Regions from separate parts of the Capsicum annuum genome. Here region 2 is linked to region 1. The links are chromatin contacts, called in public Hi-C maps. All regions are on one chromosome and are shown on one strand. The core of a region is the stretch at or near the end of the contact, and the rest is flanking DNA. Distances in the headings are between cores, read along the strand shown. Region 1 has its middle 43 kb from the start of LOC107878476. Region 2 holds the start of LOC107878477 (floral homeotic protein AGAMOUS-like).

Region 1 (4,155 bases), core at 936-3,435:
ATTTTATAATAAATATTACTTATAAAGATATTTAGAAGATTATGAATTTCTTCAAAAATATAAATATAATATTTAGTTCCAGATTTTCGAATCTGACAAAGCATAATTTAATCAAGACCTTGAATTTCTACTTTGCTTTTAGTTGAATGGTAAATGATACTACTACATTTAACTCATTGCGACAGACTATGGTCACTAATATAGTAAAATTATTTATCGATACAAAAATAGTACTACTATAGTATAAATAATTTTATTTTTTTTTTAAAAGCAGTCCATGCTTCATTATTATTAGGAGGGCCCACCACCTGGTATGATTGGACATTCATTCCAAGCAAAATGGGACCACCTCTGCAAACATATGAATCTCTGGAATCATTTGATGACCAAAATACAAAAGAGATTAATACCACTATGGAGTATTAACTTAATTTATGAATATTTTTTAATATTCAAAATAATTTAATTGTTAAATATTTAAGAACGTTATTAATTTCTTTTATTTTTATTGTTTATTTATATCAAGAGATTTACTTGGTCATATTTATGATTTTAACTTGCTTTTAAAAAGATTAAAAAGGAAAGTGGTGTTTAATATATGTCTTTTAAAAAAAAAAGAAAATTAAGTGTGCATTGCCACACAAATTAAGTTATTATGGACTAAAAGAAGTGTAAAACTGAATCTATATCTATCGGGATATGAATTTTTTAAAATTTTAAGACATAACTTACAAAATATTACGATATAAAAATAAAAACTCATATCTCATAAAGCAATCATTTACTTTGAGCGGATGTTGAAACATGAAGACTTCTTGGACCACCGCCCTACCTCTATTGTAAATGACAAAGCCCAAAATATATGCACTTCATATGAATTACTTTCTCCGGTTAAAAAAGAATAATTTATTTTTTAAATTTATTTAAAAATATTTTTAATAATATTTTAATTTTAATTTTTAACTTGACATGTTTAAAATCATAAAATTAAATATTATTGTGATATATTTGACATTACTTTAATTTAAGATTATAAGATTTAAAATTCTTCATATTTTTTTAAACTCCGTACAAAATCAAATCAAATCAAATCTTTTAAACAGAGGGAGTAGTACATTTTCTTTTGGCTGAAAAGATGTTATTTTATTGAGAGCAAAAGATGAAAATTAAGAAATGTTATTATAAGAAGTAATTAAACTAATAAATGTAGTTCTATCGATGTCCTTGAGATAATGAAATAAAGAAAGTTAAAGTGGAAAATTCTAATTGGAGAGGTCCATTTTCATGTCAACGTAATTCTAATAGGGAAATTACATTTTGTTTTGAAATACCACTAAGAATATTCTCTAACATTTTCTAATTGGGAAATTACATTTTATTTTGAAATACCTCTAAGAATATTTTCAAACAAAATGTTAGGAAATTTTCCAATATTACATGACACGTGAGAGTAGTAACTCCACTTATGTATTCTCTCCATTTCAAAATACTTGTCACGTGTTTTTTTACGTCAAATTATATTAATTTTGATCAGTATTTTAAAATGTATTTCTTCACTATATTTATTGAAAATAAGTGCAGCTTATAGTGTTTTTTAACATACTATCTAAGTATGTTAGTTTTAATTGTAAAAATATTTTTATAATTTAATTTAATTTAAATTTGAAAATTAGTTAAATTAACTCTCACCAAGCAAAACGCGACAGAGTTGCAAACAGGAAGCAAGTTACTACTAATCCTCTCTGAGATTTAAGTAAAACTTAATAGTTTGTGCATAAACTCCTTGATCACGTTTTGCACATTAATGCAATGTACTTATTCTTATTGACTTATATACTTATTGACTTTGTCACTTTCTTTAAAATATATTTATTACGGATTTATTTTACTAATTATTCTATTAATTGTATTTTAAAAATCTAAATTTGATTAATATTTAGTGCAATCATTAAATAATAGGGATGGTACTTGAAGAAAATGAAATCTTTCTCTTAATTTATTTAAATTGAACAAGTAAAATAAAATATCTACTATTTTTTATACAGAGCCAATGAATATGAAACAGAGGGAGTAGTATGTAATTGTTGCCAAATTAATGATTTTTTCTAATTAAGACATTAATGCTAGGTCCACAAGCACTAATTACTATTCTTGTGATAAAAAATCTTGTGGACCATGTTAATTAGTGGCAGCAAGAATATTTACTTATGATAATTAGCTTCAGTATGGCAGCTTAACATGAGAAACACAAAAAGTTAAAATAATAATTCCCTAATAATAATAATAATAATAATAATAATAATAATAATGTAATAATAAGGTTAAAGCTCGTTTAAGCAAAATGTTTGAATTCCAAAATGATGCTTAATTTTCCAATTAAGTTGATATAGACAAGCAAACATTCCCACAATATTTTCAGAACGGTATTGACCAAATTTGCCTTATAAAAGCTGTTGGATTAACGTTTCTTAAAACTTTTTACTCCTTTTGTTTCAATTTACTTATTGATTTTAACTTGACACAAAATTTAAGAAAAGAAATAAATATTTCAAGCATTATGGTTTTAAACTAAAGATGTGTAGAATGTATTTAAATATTTAATACTCTTGAGGTATTATGTGGAAAATTAAAATTAAGGAAGTGCCAAAAAGAGAAAGAGATATTTTTTAAAAACATACTATAGAAGAAAAGTAAAACAAACAAATTGAAATGAGGAGAAATGTTAAAATAAGTGACTAAAAGTGACAGATTTGCAATTTATTCCTACTCTATATATACACATACATATAAGAGTTTTTGATTAATTAGCGTAATTATTTTTGTTTGTTCCTTGGAATAAGATAGAAAGTTGAACCAATATTCCTAAGAAACGTGTTTACGTTCCTCTAAACCAAACAGATTTCACATTGATTTTCTTAAAATATCATTGTCAACAGCCAATTTCTTAATTTTAACTTATATAAAGGTAAAAGAAAAAGAAAGAGATAAGAGATCAAACAAAGCATGATGCTCCCAAGAATTTTTGGGAAATTGTTGTCCTAAGCTACCCTACCTTGTCGGTTAGTATTTTAAGTTTATGAATTTTAAATGTTAATTAAAATGACGACTTTTAAATATTTATAAATTGAGTTCTAAATTTAAAATTTATACATGCCTAATGAATTTTCTTTAGTATAAGTATATTAATTGAGCAAAAATAACTAAATTCAATCGAACTCGTACTGAGTTTCCATTTATCTGATTTAACAATGTTTACTACAAGAGCATGCCCTTACTGCATTCTTCATAGCACGATTCCAAGCGATTTTTTCTAAAAAAATATTCGTAGTGTATATTCGGACTATTTTACACATACCTTTATTAATTCACAGAATATTTGTTACTTCTATTGGTGCATATATCGGATAATTTTATTTACTATAGTTGATCACCTGGTATTTTTGTTTCCACTATGTAGCCTCTCTTAGTTGCGATTAATTTTGTTCATTTTATGCATATCTTTAATCCTTAGAGATTTAGCAAATTAGTTAGACTTCCCATGCCACTAAATTTGACTTTCATCATGTGGTTTCAGATATAATAATTTCCATTTGAATGTTTTTTGTATCTTAAGAACAACCACGTAGAGGTTGAAAGAATTTTTGTTGAATTAGAAGTCTATCTCATCCTCTCTTCAAAAGTCATTTTACTATTATAGTGATTTCATTAAGGCAGTTTTAAATTTTCTACATATATTTAAAATGTAGACTTTACACTAACTTTTTGACTTAAATCAGAACACATCTCAAAAATTCATGAGCTAACACACACGGAAATCGAGATAATCCTTAATTCATGTTTCATGTGCGTGGCCCATATGAGGAGAAACTTCGTCTTTCCAAAGCAATGTGCATCATTTAAGAGCTCGTCACAAATGAACCTCGCATCGCTATCCATATAGATACTTGATTTCATCTATACGGAACTCCCATTATTCTCATTACAATTAACTATTGTAAGCAATTAACAGATTGTATAACTTAAACAATCTAATATAAATAATCCTATCAATTATTTAGGAACGTAGAACTTAATGTTTTTCATATCAACAAAATTAATGACAGCAATTTAGTATACAAAATTACTTACCTGAATTTTTCATAACTTTTCTTCTTG
Region 2 (4,031 bases), core at 1,096-3,595, 61 kb after region 1:
ATCAAGCTAATAAGATATTTTTTTATTGATTTTCAATTTATAAACAAATATATGTACATTTTTCTTCTGAATAATGTTGTACTATTCTGGTCTCTGGATGCCTATAGTATGACATAAAGCAAGAATCAATTAATAAATGTAACTGATTATACTTAAGTAACTAAGATTAAACATGCACAATTAGTATGAACTTTTAGAACGAAAAAATCACGATTCTAATAATGGACTAAACTGATCTTGACTAATCCAATCAAATAAGCCGATGAGTTTCTGTAATATTTAGCACAAAAAGGAACAAGGAAATCAATTTCCACATCTAGGAAAGAAAATTGAATAGGATTTTCAGGTTTTGTAGCAGCTGTGAAGGCAGTAAAGTATATAAATAAAGGTAAAGTAGTAATTTAGAATAGTCTTAATGCGTTACAGGTTTACTCAAAAACCTAATATTAAAAATAGAAATCAAACTGATAATCCGATAAATTTTTTTATAAAACCATCAAAAAATAGTTAAACAAAAAATCCAATAACCAAGGACTATTTTTTTGATTTGGTATTAGTCAGTCCGGTTTTTGCACATCCCTATATTTGCTTGAAGTTTCAATAATAATATTGCACATGTGTTAGATACTCAAATAGAGCATTACTATTGGACGATTGTTTTGAAGAGTCTCGAGCAATAATTAATAGTTTCACAATCAGAGATCAACAATGAATGTAGAGCAGAAGGTATGAGTTCACTAGAACACAAATAGTGCATTACTATTGGACGATTGTTGTGAAGAGTCTCGAGCAATAATTAATAGCTTCACAATCAGAGATCAACAACGAATGTAGAGCAGAAGGTATGAGTTCAGTAGAACACAATAACTTTAGTTCAATAAGGCTTGTCTAAAAAGTTCATTTAATATGTACAAATTACTAATAGTATAGTAATTTAGACCTCAATAACCTAAAAATAACTAAAATTTAAAACTATAGACTTTAAATTCTAAATTCATCTACCCGCCGGCCGAAGATAAGCTTTTTTCTTTCATTTCCCTTTCTTACTTCCATTATATCTGAAAAATCCAGGGTGGAGATCAGTGTGAATTGGAGTATAGTGAAATTTTGCCAAACAATGCTGAGGTCAGAATTCACTGAAAATTAAAGATATCTTGCAAGGTTAAAAAAAAAAATTAATAAAATGGTTTTGCTAGTTTTGTATTTCTCTACTCTATTTAAACTGAAGGTTGACTGCACTTACAACAAACTTATTCAATTTTCATTAGTTGTCACTTTTCAAAAGAGACTCCCATTGTCCCTTTTTCCCATACTTTTAGAAAAAAATGCATTGTTAAATGGAGTTTGATCAAACTATACACCTAAAATCTTACACCCTTTTTTTTGCTACTACTACTTTCCTTCAATACCACTTACATACACTACATCAAGGAAAAAAATTATACTCTTTTGTCTTAAATTATTTGTCGTACTTCTGTTTTAGAAAACATTAATTAGGAAAAAATTTGAACTATTTTATCCTTTATTAGTATTTAAACAATTATAACATCACTATACATAATTTGAGATCAGAGAAGTAGTTTAGTGCAAGGACGGAGCCAAGTCAGGGGAAGGGGGTTCATCGGTAAAAAATTACAATATATATATATACTAGCAGTGGCGAAGTGAGAATTTTCACTAATAAGGAGTTCAAAATATGAAGAAGTAACCACACAAATTAGCCCACGAGGGTTCAACATCTATTATGTACATAAAGATTTATTTCAATCAAGTATGATAATGTAATTTTTTGCCGAATGAACCCTAGTCCCAAGCTGGCTCCGCCCTGAATTAGTAGACATTGTATCACCTTGAATACTTTGTATGTTTACATTTTGAACTCATTTAGTGAAAATTCTTACTTCGTCACCAATTTAGTGTGTAGACATACACTCAAAAAGTAGTAGTTTAGTTGGACGGTCCAATTTTTTCCTATCTATAACTACCCTTCTGCTAGTTCAACTCACTTCCATTTTCTGCAAGCTCTCCTGTTCAAACCTATACAATATAGGTACAAATTCAAAAGCCAAAAAAAAAAATTTTAAAAAAAATCTCTAGGTAGATTTTCTTCTTTACCTTATCCTTGCTATATATTTCCTGATCAAAACATCACACACACACAAAAAAAAAAAAAAAAAAAAAAAATTAATCAAGAAGTAACTACAAACATACTCAAAAGAAAAAATTGTTGTTTTGCTTTTTTTAGTTGCTACACAATATTATATTTTTTCTTATAGACTATAGTTTTAATTTCCTCAATTAAGGCTAACGAGATCGCGATATTTGTTTCACTTTTTTCAGCTTAATTTATTTCGGCAGAAGGACGATGGTTTTTCCAAATAATCATGAACTTGATGAATCGTCTTCACAATTGAGAAAATCGAGTGGTGGAGGTAGAGGGAAGATTGAAATTAAAAGGATCGAAAATACTACGAATCGACAAGTTACGTTTTGTAAACGTAGAAATGGGCTATTGAAAAAAGCTTATGAGCTTTCTGTTCTATGTGATGCTGAAGTTGCCCTAATTGTGTTTTCCAGCCGTGGCAGACTCTATGAATATGCCAACAACAGGTTTGTTTGTTAATTTTTTTTTTTGTTCAACAAGATCTGGAGGGTTGGGGAAGGAGAAATTAAGGAGAGGATCGAACGTTTACCAATAAGGTTAAAGTACGAGTGGTTAGTTAACTGAGCTATGATCTTTGGTTGTTTGTTTTTTTGTGTGTTTTCTGGTTTGGGAAAAAAAAATATTCATTTTTATTGATACAAAGGTTGATTGACTTATCACTTATGTAAGTCTAGATATTTCGTCTGGATTTTTTTATTTTTTTTGACATAAGAAGGTTTTAAACCTAATGAAGAACAAATGTTTTTTTGTTTTACACTGGGGGAAGGAAAAAGGGATATGAGAATCGATTTTTTATCAATAAAGTGAAAGTTCAGATAGCTAACTAATTGAGCTATTAAGATCTCCACTAAAATTTTTGGTTGTTGTATTTTGTGTGTGTTTTGATTTATTTTTTTTATTTTTTTTACATTTTTATTGATACAAAGATTGAAGATTGATTGACTTGTGTCAGCACATCAGCTAGATATTTTGTGTGGATGTTTTGATTATTTTTATTTTTTTGACATAAGAAGGTGACTATGGTGTCTTAGTTAAGAGATTGAGTTTTCTTCATCACAAAAGATTTGCTTGTCTAATCCTTAATTTGCTTTATATCTCCTGTTCCCTTTCCTTTATGAGCTTCAAAACATCATACTTTCCTTTGTTGCTTCTTTGATTTTACAAATAGATCTGTTTATTCGAGTCACAAAATCAGTCGTTGATGCTTGTTCCGCATCAGGATATAGATTTGTCTCTATTACATCTATTTAGAGTACAATTCTTTCCAAAATCCTTCATAAACGAAACGCTCTGTGTATCGAAGTGTCTATCTGTTTGAAATAGATAAAAATAAATTTTTACTGAATAAAATTACGAGTAAAGTCAAGAGAGATAGGAGAAAGTTAAAAAAAGATCTTAAGCTAAATTCATCGTGAAATCAGTTACTGAGGTTTACTTTTACATCGGGATAGATTTGTCTACATTAGACCTTCTTAGAGTACGATGCATCTCAGAATTCTTCTAAATGGAAGTATGAAATGTTATGTGTGCCGGGTACTTTACCTATTTAATTTGAACAAATAAAAATAGTTTTTTACATGATAAAATTACAAGTAGATTAAGCGAGATAAGAGAAAATTGAAAATAGATCTTAAGCTAAATTCATCATCAAATCAGTTGTTGAGGTTTGCTTTTATATCGGGATAGATTTGTCTACATTAGACCATCTTAGAGTACGATGCATCTCAGAATTCTTCTAAACGAAAGTACGAAATGTTATGTGTATCGGACTGTTTATCTATTCGAAATAAATAAAAATAATTTTTTACATGATTAAATTACAAGTAGATTAACAGAGGAGAAAGTTGAAAAAAGATCTTAAGATAAA

Evidence for each region. Hi-C and Micro-C count contacts between places; a contact is called where the count stands out from the background.
Region 2: a contact with region 1 is called in a Hi-C map of bud, with 3 times the contacts expected there. The contact joins the promoter of LOC107878477 here to the enhancer-like site in region 1. A contact is called at or near these places in 5 of 5 Hi-C or Micro-C datasets (bud, leaf, pericarp and 1 more).

What each region holds. Positions count from the first base shown.
Region 1 is chr7:215,036,091-215,040,245 of UCD10Xv1.1, forward strand. No RefSeq gene overlaps it. Among protein-coding and RNA genes, the nearest start is that of LOC107878476, 43 kb to the left of the region's middle. Within about 2 kb of position 2,186, at least 1 of the 5 cell types and tissues checked has an H3K27ac peak or open chromatin away from gene starts, as enhancers often do. A contact at or near this core is called in pericarp, where this site is marked.
Region 2 is chr7:215,096,510-215,100,540 of UCD10Xv1.1, forward strand. LOC107878477 (floral homeotic protein AGAMOUS-like) reads left to right here and starts at 2,346. Exons shown (of 8, transcript NM_001325110.1): 1 at 2,346-2,610. The coding sequence starts at 2,366.